Linked DNA regions of Bos taurus: region 1 is linked to region 2. The links are chromatin contacts, called in public Hi-C maps. All regions are on one chromosome and are shown on one strand. Each heading gives the region's core, a stretch centred on a gene start, on an enhancer-like site or on the middle of the called end of the contact. The rest is flanking DNA. Distances are from core to core; before and after follow the strand shown. Region 1 has its middle 51 kb from the start of GC. Region 2 has its middle 5.0 kb from the start of SLC4A4.

Region 1 (2,700 bases), core at 4-2,503, 460 kb after region 2:
AGAATCCCAGGGATGGGGGAGTCTGGTGGGCTGCCATCTGTGGGGTCGCACAGAGTCGGACATGACTGAAGTGACTTAGCAGCAGCAGCAGCAGCAGCAGTGGTGCCTGGACTTCTCATTGTGGTGGCTTCTCTTGTTGCAGAACATGGGCTCTAGGTGCATGGTCTCCGGTGGTTGCAGCATGTGGGCCCTAGAGTGCACAGCTTCAGTAGTTGTGGTGCTCAGGTTTAGCTGCTTCGGGATCTTCCCAGACCAAGGATTGAACCCATATCCCCTGCTTTGGCATGTGGATTCTTTACCACTGGGCCATCAGGGAAGTCCACCATTTTCAAATAAGGATTTGGAATGACTGATAAAAAATTCATTGGGAATTTTAATGGTGATTGCATTTAATTTATAGATAAATTTGAAGAGAATTGATATTTTTATGATAGCGAGTTATTGACTGTGGGAGCATACACTGTCTTTTCATTCATTCAGGCTTTCTTTTATGATATTCTTAGAGTTTTAAACTTTTCTGAGTGCATGAGCTGAGTTTAGAAGCTTTCCTCTGGCTTTCTCTGCCCAGGGTTGAAACCATTACAATTCAACCTCCCTCTCCTCTCTGTCCCCAAGTTCAAGATAGCCTTTAGGGGATCCTCCAGCCTTCAGACTCTCCAGGATTCTCATAATTATCATTATGGTTGTTAGTCCCTCAAATCATTTTCATTTTCTTTCACAATTTCCAGGCTTGCTTCTGGAGGAGAGAGAGCCAGTAGCTTGCTTTAAGTCACCATCCTGATAAGCCTGGGTGTAACTTGTTGTTAAACCTGTTTGGGTGAGACAGCTGGGAACTGCTTTTCGGTGGTGGGGGAAAAAGGGAAGAAATCATTTAATTGACTCATTTTAGTACCTGCAAAATACAGAGTGGACCCAAAACTGCAGGCCAAGGTGTAAGAATCCAAATGGAGGCCCATATAGCATATGTCTACATATTTAAAAGTTTGAAATTAAGCTAACAAGCCGTTAAATAAATAAAATATGTTCTATCCTCCTAGTTTGGCAAATATGTCTTCATAACAACCTGAACATCCGGGTTTAAGTTTAAAATCCTTAGAGTCCTCTGAGCTCTATGATTGAACTTGGCAGAAGGCAGAAAGCCAGCCTCCAGCCCATGACCTGTTACTGTCTCTTTGCCAGGTCCAATCTGTCCAGGTCTCTGATGATCTCATTTACACGCATGTTCAGTCCTCAGCCCACGTGTCTGAACCCTGTCCACATCTTCTGCAAACAACTCCCTCTTGGCCCGCTGACAGTGCGGTCAGCCTGCAGAAGATGCCTGTGTAGGTGCTGGAATTTTGCAAGTCATTCTGCACCCTGTGTCCTACAGCAAGGTCTGGAAGGAGGAAAAATGGATTCTTGGGTGTGCATGTCCCTTTGGCCCTGTGAATGCCTGGCCCCATGGGGAGGGTCCGGGCTAGACGAAGGACAGATACATTGAAAAGTGTCAAACATATATAAAGTATTATTATCACTGTGATTTGAACACTGGAAACCCTGTGGAGAATTTGAGTAAAAAGGAGGATTAAGTAACAAGTACAAAAGAAAGTCCAGAGCTGGTTATTGATGACCTTGGAAGACACATTCTGTCTCATTTCTGTTTATCCAGAGCCTGATTGTAGATGTGGCAGCATGACTTATTTTAATTACTATTTTTGATGTGTAATCTTCCTACCTATCACTAAGGTAAACAAACTAACAAGATAAAACCAAACAATTTATGGTGATTTTTCAACTAAAGGCTGATGATTGATATATCATTCTCATTGTCCTTCTGAACTTCAATTGCCAGCTGGAATTTTCAGGAAAGATGACTTGGCTGGTGAGATGCAAGAGAAGAAAAGACAGATGACATGCTTCTTGCATGGGCAAGGGGCATTACAAGGTAACCTGCCCTTGAGCTGACTTCATTGCAGAGAGCAGCATCACCTTCAAGAAACTGAAAAGAAAGAGAAAGTGTTAGTTGCTTAGTCATGTCAACTCTTTGCGACCCCATGGACTGTAAACCACCAGGCTCCTCTGTCCATGGGATTCTCCAGGCAAGAATACTGGAGTGGGTTGCCATTTCTTTCTTCAAGGGATCTTCCTGACCCAGGGATCAAACCCAGGTCTCCTGCATTACAGGCAGATTCTTTACCATCTGAGCCACCAGGGAAGCCTTTAAGAACCTGTGCTGACGTTCAGATGTGGAGACTCGCCACTGACCAACCCTTACCTCTGCAATTTCCTTTCTTTGGGGGATGTCATTTACTCTCTAGTTATGGGTATAGATGCCGGTCTTTCCTCTAGAGTGGAAATTCCTCTGACAGTGGGGAATGTCCTTTGTAAATGCTGGCCAGATGCTCAATAAATGTTTATTTAAAAGGTAATATATTCTGCAAAATGTAGCCTGGGTAGATCTGATTTCCTTGTGGAAATGGGATAAAGAGAAATATAAATACAGGCTTTTCCACTTTTTAACTTGATAATTATGGTTGAGAATACCCTTTGGGATACCCTTTGGAATTGTCAGTGTGTATCTAACTACCAATTTCAGTGTCAATAAGATATGTATATAGGTTGAGTATAGAGTCTGGAGTCAAACTATGTGGATTCAAATTCTAACACTGTAAACTAGTCGCCGACCTTGAGAGGGGTTATTTAACCACTCTGTGCCTCAGT
Region 2 (2,700 bases), core at 29-2,528:
AAGACACCAATAAAACACTGTGTGGTTTCCAAAGTTTGAAAACATTACACTGGCAAATGATTGGCGATGCTAATGATTCCCCTCTTCTTGGAGATGATTTGAATAGGAAATAGAATTCGGAGAGATGTGTGTGTCTGTGTGTGTGTGTGAGTGTATACTTGTAAATGTCAGTACTGGTGGCTCCTGAAAAAGACCTGTGAAAATACCAATTTTTTTTTGCCTCTCACGTGATCTAACCAGCTGAGAAGCAGGGGCAACCTGCATTGAGCTCTGAGACTTGAGACGAACTCCTTGTACCCCTCAAGGAAAGGCCCTTACACACAGTGTAAATATAAATTTACAGCAGCAACAAGTAATAACAATGATAATACAACTCTTCACTTCCTGGTACTTGTCCACTCCCCTCCGTGCGTCACTTTGGTGTGTGCGGGCATGTGTGTAAACATTTGCTGTGCATGGGAAAGCTGTTGTAAAGTGAGAGATTACGGGGTTCCCTGGCTCTTGTAAACAGATCAGGCTAGTGAGGATAAAGTGAGATGAGTTTAAATATGAGGTTAAGTAGTAAATTTTAAGCTGTACGCATGGAAAGAACCAGTGGTGTTGAGCTCAGATACAGACGTATGAACAACTGGAGCTACTCTGCTCCTGAGGGTGCTGTGCATGGTCTGGTGCCTTCTTGAAAGCAATCAGGAAGCACCAGTATTCATTCGATCCCCGTGCAGCTAAGTGGAGAGCAGGGTGTGGAGGAGAGGGGCTGGCAGTGGGAGTGGGCATACCAAGGTGGAAGGGCTGCTTTCTGCTTCTCTGGGTCTGAGCGGTGCCGCTGCTGTGACCCTGCAGCTGAGAACATAGCCGCATTCTGGGGGGTGACAAGGGAACATGTGGCTCCACCTTAAGCAGCAGCCTTTTTGCTGCTAGTGCATCCTTTGGCAAAAGCCCTTGCTTCGGAGGAGAAATGCTCTGCATAAAGTTATAACCCTGAAACCAGATGCTGTTACTATAGAGACGAGTGAAATGCTACCGTGGGAGGCAGAACCCGGGAGGGGTGAGAGAAGGGAGGTGGGAGGGCAAGTGAGGCGAATCTAAAGGCTAGCACACAGAGACCTTCAACCTTTAGCAGCACTGTGACGGGGCATGCTCGCATTCTGAAACTTGCGTGCTGGCGGCCTGCCACTTGCTGACTGGCTGAGTGGCAGCTGCATGCGCTGTGTGGACTAGCTGGTGAGCACGTTGGCAGTTGGCGAGGGCTCTAGGGCTGGGAACTCAGAGGGGTGGAATGTAGATGGGTGCCCAGGGCCCAATGGCCGACAGTTTTGCACAAATGTTTCTCGTGCCAGGCTTAAGTCACCCTTACAAGCCTGTGCAGTGATTAGGACCGGCTGTTGAGGGCCAGTCTGTTTGGCAGCTGATTTGACATGGGTTACAGTTAAATCACTTGCAGCTCCCAGCATAACAGAGGATGGGAGAAGCCCCACATTGGGTATGTGGATTGCTGGGGGAAGGGGTCTGACTTCTGCTGTCAGACGTCCTGCTGAAGGAAGGCAGTGTTGGCCCCGCATGGATTTTATACTGACTGGTATGACCCTTCTCCCCGTGATGCTGGTGAGAAGCTTCCAAATCTATTCTGAACTTTGCCTCATGCTGACGACAAGAGCAGCCTAGGGAACTGTTTAGAAGCATGCTCCCTCCCTTCTTTGTTTTCAGCAAGTGCAGTTGGTGTGAAAGGAACATTTTAGCGTAGATTTTGGGGGCCTGATTAGGAACTAGAGGAGTTCATTTCTTCCTACTGATAGAGGGAAAAACTGGTTGGGTCAGACGGGGCATTTTAAAAGATATCTCTGTCTTACTAATAATAGCAAGCAACTGCTGAGAGGATTTGGTCTCGGGTGGGGTGTGCACAAACCCCAACAATGGACACTTGTGGTATAAAGATGGAAGAAAGCTATAAAATCCCTGAATTCTGTGTCAAAGCCGAGATGTGCCAGGCTGCACTTGCTCTTGACAAGGAAAGGGCTGCTCTGGGCATGCAGGTTCTATATTTTCAGTTTGCATTTTCCTTTGCACTTTTTACAGGAAGGAGGGTGCTTACAGATGCTCCGCACTGTCCACCAGAAAGAACTAGGTTTCTAGTTACTTGCTATGTATAGTCTTGGAGGGAATGTGAAATATGTATCAAAGAGCCAACGAATGCCCCTACCATTATGCTCCCTCTAACCCGGAGCCTGTGCACAGTGCTTCAGTCAGGCTGGATGGTTTTCTCCGCCTAGGAAGTGATTTTGGCATTAAAGCTTGTCTAGTCTCCTTTAGTTGTTACTGTTGACTTCCTTCACTTCTGCTTTGATTGTTTGTTGTGTGCGATTTGGGGAAGAGCTTAGGTGCAAAAGCTAACCTTTTCATTTAGGAAATGTGTGAAAAGTTAGTAAATGGCTTTGGGACCAGCTTGGTTAGTGGTAGGGGTGCAGAAATGACTATAGGAAGTTGTGTTGGATTCTGTAGGTTATAGGACCAGAAAGCGTGCACTTTGAAAAGAAATGTGGGCTACACTACTCTTTGTTTCCTGAAGGGGAGATAGTAAGTACTAGGAGTGTAGATGCAATAGTACAGGATCCAGTATTTTGTTGTTTCCAGGGTCTTTTAAGGAGATTTCTCCATTAACCTGTCATCTTCATCGAGGTCTACAAATGCTGTATTACTGGTGGG

Evidence for each region. A called contact is a pair of places that touch in the nucleus more often than the background predicts.
Region 1: a contact with region 2 is called in a Hi-C map of liver, with 2.4 times the contacts expected there. The contact joins two enhancer-like sites. A contact is called at or near these places in 2 of 11 Hi-C or Micro-C datasets (liver and skeletal muscle).

What each region holds. Positions count from the first base shown.
Region 1 is chr6:86,954,253-86,956,952 of ARS-UCD2.0, forward strand. It overlaps a transcript of GC not described here. Among named protein-coding and RNA genes, the nearest start is that of GC, 51 kb to the right of the region's middle. Within about 2 kb of position 1,254, at least 15 of the 102 cell types and tissues checked have an H3K27ac peak or open chromatin away from gene starts, as enhancers often do. A contact at or near this core is called in liver, where this site is marked.
Region 2 is chr6:86,496,818-86,499,517 of ARS-UCD2.0, forward strand. It overlaps a transcript of SLC4A4 not described here. Among named protein-coding and RNA genes, the nearest start is that of SLC4A4, 5.0 kb to the right of the region's middle. Within about 2 kb of position 1,279, at least 36 of the 102 cell types and tissues checked have an H3K27ac peak or open chromatin away from gene starts, as enhancers often do. A contact at or near this core is called in liver, where this site is marked.